Regions from separate parts of the Mus musculus genome. Here region 1 is linked to region 2. Evidence: chromatin contacts called from public HiChIP or PLAC-seq data. All regions are on one chromosome and are shown on one strand. Each heading gives the region's core, a stretch centred on a gene start, on an enhancer-like site or on the middle of the called end of the contact. The rest is flanking DNA. Distances are from core to core; before and after follow the strand shown. Region 1 overlaps Akap13 (A kinase (PRKA) anchor protein 13). Region 2 holds the start of AU020206 (expressed sequence AU020206).

The links. HiChIP or PLAC-seq counts read pairs in DNA pulled down with a chosen protein or histone mark.
Region 1: an H3K27ac HiChIP or PLAC-seq map of microglia shows a contact between it and region 2, with 4 times the contacts expected there. The contact joins the enhancer-like site here to the promoter of AU020206 in region 2. A contact is called at or near these places in 1 of 484 Hi-C or Micro-C datasets (CD4 T cells), 2 of 115 datasets of contacts at active chromatin or transcription factors (the 230-238 cell line and microglia) and 3 of 9 other capture datasets (adipose tissue, liver and pancreatic islet).

The regions. Positions count from the first base shown.
Region 1 is chr7:75,698,579-75,701,566 of GRCm38.p6, forward strand. The region is part of intron 16 of Akap13 (A kinase (PRKA) anchor protein 13); the gene reads left to right. Among named protein-coding and RNA genes, the nearest start is that of AU020206, 82 kb to the right of the region's middle. Within about 2 kb of position 1,568, at least 119 of the 459 cell types and tissues checked have an H3K27ac peak or open chromatin away from gene starts, as enhancers often do. A contact at or near this core is called in the 230-238 cell line, adipose tissue and microglia, where this site is marked.
Region 2 is chr7:75,780,104-75,783,424 of GRCm38.p6, forward strand. AU020206 (expressed sequence AU020206) reads right to left here and starts at 2,017. Exons shown (of 3, transcript NR_165329.1): 1 at 1,949-2,017; 2 at 522-653. RefSeq lists a cis regulatory region at 1,638-2,380.

The DNA of each region.
Region 1 (2,988 bases), core at 318-2,817, 82 kb before region 2:
AAAGATCAAAATATATTAATTTTTTTCAATTTAAAAAAAAAAAAAGTACTCTCTTTCCCCTGACTAAGCCTTTCAGGCACTCGTTGTGAAAGCTAATAGAAATACAGCCAATAAGTTTTACTAACTGTGTTGGCTTTCCGTGTGGTAACAAATTACCTGCTATAGTCGTCTCTTTAAGAAGGAATCGATTTCAGAGGTTTCAGCCTATGTTCACCTAGTATTGTTGCTTTGGGGCTGTGGTAGTAAAGTGCCCCATGGCAGAGCACCTACTGGAGGGGAAGCAGAGAGAGGGGCTGGGGCTTCATAACCCCCTTCAAGGGCACACACCCCATAAGTTCTCTCCAGGAGGCTCCCCGCCAAGTGTAGGGAGCAAGCACAAGGACCTTTGAGAGTGAGTGCATTTACTATCCTAGCTGTGATGCCAGGTTTTGTAAATAAAGTATCTTTTACCACAAAACTCTTACACCAAATCTGCTTTTTCACCATTTTTCCTACCAAGTATAGGATGAAAATACAGTCTACTAAATCATTTCTAGCCTAATTGTGTGTTTTATTGGATCCATTCTAGTTTGAGAAAAAAATATATATATATGAATGAATATGAAGCCAGGAGGAGGGGATGCATACTGTATTCCACATACTGGCAGTAGCAGAACCTGCATGTTTCCTTTGGCTTCCTTCGTCTATAGTTGCTATCAACACAAGAAAATTCCCTTGGGAAAACCGAACCATGTATTATTGAATGGCTTCTTTGCTTAGTGGCCTGTAATTCTCAGTTAACCTTGAAAATGTCATGGTTAGGTTTGGATGAATTCAAAATGTTTCTGTTATTTTTTTTTTATTTTGCTTTTAAACTGGAACCTTATCCAAACATACACACACATAATTATAAGGCCAACAAGTCAGTAGAGACTACCTCTGACCACCTCTCCCAATGAATGGTAGATTCAACAGTGAGATTGCTGAGGGGGCAGGTAATACAGACAGAAAAAAAAGATAATGTGGAATCAGACTTAGAAACTGGAACGTCATCTTTAAAACAGAATCTCACCCAACTTCCGTACTCTATAGACTGTGTTTCAAGTAGCAAGTCTAGATAATGGTCTGGCAGAGCTACGTGAGGTCTGGCTTCCCACACATGTTGCCTGTCATCGTGTGCTTATTTTTCAGCAAAATCCACTACTAAGTAGTTCTTTTTCATTTGTCTTTAATATTTTTTCACTTCAAATGACTACCATTAGGTAAGAGGCAGGTGATGAGATGGGACAGGAAAATAGGCTACCTGTGTTCGAGTCAGGTCTGTCATCACCGTTAAAGAACCAGTTGACTTCTTGCCTCCATTCCTCTCTGTCGACAAAATGACAACACTCTTTTGCAATTGACATGGTTCCTCTTTCTGACTTGGCTTCAAGATTTGATCTTTGGGGGCTAAACTGTCTCCAGCAATAGAAACTCCAAAAATTGCAAATTCATAACTCTGCAGATTGCAGTACGGTTCCCTTTACTGTGTGTTTTCAAGTACCCCTGTGGCCAGGCATGTTAACCTGCCGTCTTTCCTGTGAGTGGAGGTTAGCTTACTGTTAAATAAGACTGTTATACAGCTGCTACAGAACACTGTGACCTTGTCAGTATAAGCAGAGGTAATGAGAGAGAATTAGTTGTGTGTCCACCCAATTATACAGATAAGTGAGTATCAGTCAACTCTTTTTCCTAACTATTGAATGATGTTTCCTATATTGTTTAAAAAAAAAAGTGATACCATAGATATTAACACTATTTTTTCTATAAAAATAATGAACTTTCACTTCTCTTACCCTGTTTAGGAGTTGGTTGTTTTCTCTTTTTCTTCAGTGCTGGAGATTGTAGGGCCTTGCACATATTGGGCCAGTAATGTAACCACTCAAGTGCTAAGATTATTAATTTTTAAATATGTGTTAATGAGACCATATAGTTATTCAGCTGCTAACCAATACATATGAGTTGTATCTGAATATAGTTAGGAAAGTCTCTCTGAGTAAACATAGTGTGTGTGTCTATGAGAAGACAATTATAAACTTGAGTTTGTTATCCCACATGTTAAGCTGTGACTGCCAACACTCTTTGGACTCTCTGAGTAGCCAAAGTTAGCTATTAGGCAGCAAATGTTTCACACTCCTAGACAATATGTGTTGCCCAATAGTGCCAAGTTTTTCTGTGTATAGTTTTTATTATATAAGGAATTTAGTTATCAGTCCTGCATACATAACCTTTGAGTCAGCTGTAACATGCAGACGTTGCAGATGTATAGACGGAATGCTTTTCAGAAGCTTAGGAGCCCTAAACAGGAAGCGTAAGAGGAAGATGGGCAGTTTCTCTTTTGTCGTATTGTCTTTGAGCAGTAGTTCTGTTTCCTGCTGAGTAAATTGTGTGTATTATACATGTATTAAGGTCCTTGGATACATACACACTGTTGCCTTCACGAAGAGAGTGGTCTTCACGCCACTGATTGTCTTTTTCTATTAAGCTCTCGTTTTTACAAGGACAGCTTCAAGACACAAGACACATTTTAAACCAGTTCCTAGTATGACTCAAAAGTTCTCTGACTAAAAAGGACTTTCTCGCCAGCTGATACCTTAGTTAACGTTATAGTGAGCCATTCAGACCCAATTCCGAGTTTCTGTGCCTTGTATATGAAAGAATTTCCCAAGATGCCTAATCACATTTGGTTTTCATGCTCACAGAATACCCTACCTTCTAAAAGGATAGGATTAAGAAAGTGAAAACCAAGTTTCTTGCATAGCACCCTAGTATTATTGTGCCCAGTCTCATCATTTTTAAATGTCATTGGATTCTTATTCCACAGTACAGTTAAAGCATGTTAGCAATAGTTAAATATAGACATATTAAATTTAAGAATAATAACCAATTACCATTTTACCATTGTCAACTTTTCTAAAATATCTTCTTATAAAACATTGCTAGCTGGCCGTGGTGGTGGCACACCTTTAA
Region 2 (3,321 bases), core at 767-3,266:
ATGAGGGCTGAGATCGGGGTTTGGATTTAGATGAGGGCTGAGGTGAGGGCTGAGGTGAGGGCTGAGATCGGGGTTTGGATTTAGATGAGGGCTGAGATCGGGGTCTGGATTTAGATGAGGGCTGAGATCGGAGTTTGGATTTAGATGAGGGCTGAGGTGAGGACTGAGGTGAGGGCTGAGGTGAGGGCTGAGATCGGGGTTTGGATTGAGATGGGCACTGACAGGAGTGAAGCAGTGGGGAGTTCTGTATGTAGGGTTTACTAGTCTTGTTACCCATTTTGTCTTCCAGTCACCCCAAACCCAAACCTCAGAAGACTCAGGACAAAAACAAAAAACAAAACAAAACAAAACAAAAAACAGAAAAGGCAAACAAAACAGAACAGGACACACAGGACCAAGAAGGCAGTGTGACCTCTCCCTAGTGCCCTGGACAGGAGTTCATCTATCTCCTAAGACACTGTATCCAGATGGGATCCTAGTAGAAGAGGACCAGATGTTACGTAAGGAAAGCAATGACTTACCAATGAAGGCTCCTCATCCAGGTGCTTGCTGGGTTTCTTTTCCTGCAGCTGTGGACCTCCGAACTGAAATCAAGCCTGCAGGGGCCTTGGAACGTCTCAAGGTGCACACCCTGGGCAGTGGTGCTCTGGTACCTGAGGTTTGAAGGGAAGGGTCCAGGTTCTGAATTTGGGTAGGGATTTGTTAAAGCTACCCTCCGCCCTAGCTTAGCCCCTCCCCCCCCGCCCCCCCACCCCCCCCTCCGTCCCCCGCCCCCCCCCCCCAATTTAGCTGTAACCCTCCTGCCTCATGCTTGTCAGCCACCTCATACTGCTGACAACAGTTTGGCTCAGAGAGAGATCAAGTTGGCCATATATCCTGTTCTGTTCTGAGGTTCTTAGAAATTCCCCAACCACAGCCTTCACTTGGGACCAACCAAAATAGAAACCAGCTTCAACTGTTATGCCTAAACTAGTAACAACTTGGGAAAGGCAGACCACCTGCAGCCCGCCCAGTACCTGCTTATAAAAGCTCCCTGTGGGGTTTTAACCTCTATAAACTGACCCTAGAAAACATTCAGGGTTGTAGCTTCCAGCTGTAGAGTCTGAGCTACATCTCTGATTGATCAATCTTAGGATGTGCGTTCGATAAACTATCCCTGACTGAAATCTATGTTTATACAGTTTATGGACCCTAACAGCTTCTTATATCACTGGAGCCTCCAAAATTAATTAATTTATTAATCCCACCGAATGAGGATAAAGAACACCTTATTCCGTGCACAGCCAAGTCTGTGCACAGCTGTCTCCCCCTAAATTTCCCATACTTCTCTTATAGGACAAAACCAATGGGAGAGAGAGGTATTTTGCAAGCAGGCGGGTTTACAGAGAGCACAAGGCAGTTATAGAACTCTTCCTGGAGCACAAGGTACAAAACATCTGTCGGGCACAGCCTAACTCCAAGAAACAGAATATTAAAACTTTTACCCCAGTCGGGTCTACAAAGTGAGTTCCAGGACAGCCAGGGCTACACAGAGAAACCCTGTCTCAAAAAACAAACAAAACAAAACAAAAAACTTTTACCTAGCCGGGCAGTGGTGGTGCACGCCTTTAATCCCAGCACGTGGGAGGCAGTGGCAGGTGGATTTCTGAGTTCGAGTCCTGCCTGGTCTACAAAGTAAGTTCCAGGACAGCCAGGGCTACACAGAGAAACCCTGTCTCGAAACCCTCTAGCCCCCACCCCACCCCAAAAAACTTTAACCTAACTGAGGCAGAATCTCAAAATGACTCCTGGTCTTAAATGGAGTCCGGCTGCTATCTCGACCCAAACTCCCCGACCCAGTAAACCGGACCCACGGTTCCACACGCTTCCGGGCGCTCCTGCCGCAAGGAGGCCGTCCGGATAACGGGCACTGCGAACACGGTCGGCCAGGACTCAACCCGGTACTCACCATGCAGCTCACGCACTGCAAGTCCCTGCCGCCGCCGCCGCCGCTGACGCAGTGCTGCCGCCAAAAAGCCAATTTCTCCCCAATTCCCGCCCCATTTTATGGTTCCTAAGCACAAAAGCCAATCAGAGGCCGTAGATTTGTGACGGATGGCCCGACGAACCCATACTACAGCTGCATTTGGAGGAAGGGGTGGGCTGCCCCAGCCTCTGGTCCAGCGAGGGGCCGGGAGGGGAAAGAAAAGTTAGTGCCACCTGATTCTTTTTTTGTTTGTTTGTTTTCGAGACAGGGTTTCTCTGTATAGCCCTGGCTGTCCTGGAACTCACTTTATAGACCAGGCTGGCCTCGAACTCAGAAAAAAGAACAAAGGATTCATATATTTTTGCCTCCCACACCTAGTTAGATTGCAACGCAAATGTTTTAATCCGCCCCCACCCCCACCCAGTAAAACCCTGGTTTAGTAGTGGCGCACACCTTTAATCCCAGCACTCGGGAGGCAGAGGCAGGCAGATTTCTGAGTTCGAGGCCAGCCTGGTCTACAAAGTGAGTTCCAGGACAGCCAGGGCTACACAGAGAAACCCTGTCTCGGAAAAAAAACAAAAGCCAAAACCAAAACCAAAACCAAAACCAAATCTTGGTTTACTCAAGGCAACAAACTGCATTCCAGGAGTCCCATGGCCTGCAGCAGTGACCTTGTAAAGATGAAGCATGGTGTGAGTATCTACATCTTAAGTCAGCCACACATTCACATTTGCTGGGGCTTGATCATTATTGAAAATAAGCCAAGGGTAGATGTGTTCTGCTTCTCCCCACGCCCCTTTCCTTCTGCATGAAGCCAGCTCAGTCATCGGGGTCTCAAAGGAGGGAGGGAGGTTAAAGAAAGAAAAGACAATTAAACAACATTATAACACGACCCCAACCAGGGCTGATGTGGGTTTATTTTTCTCCAGCTTGCTTTTATGTCATCTAAGGTCAGTTCTTAGATTAAAGACAATGTAGTCAAACAAGGCAATAAACAGGATGACCAAGACACAAGGAACACAGTACATTATTCTTATCTGAGCCTCCTCCCTTGTCCTCCAAGCCAAAAGTAAATATTCTTGCCAATATCCTTGAAGCTGCATCAAGGACTCTCCACACTGTGAGTATCCACATCTTAAGTCAGCCACCTATCCACTGAGGTTTGACCATCACTGAAGATAAGCCAAGGGTCAGATGTGTTCTGTTTCTCCTCATGCCCCTTTCCTTCTGTGTGACTCAGAAATGTATTCATGCCCCTTTCCTTCTGTGTGACTCAGAAATGTATTATTAAGAGAGACCAGAAACAAAAAAAAAAGAGACCAGATACTGCCGGGCAGTGGTGGCACACACCTTTA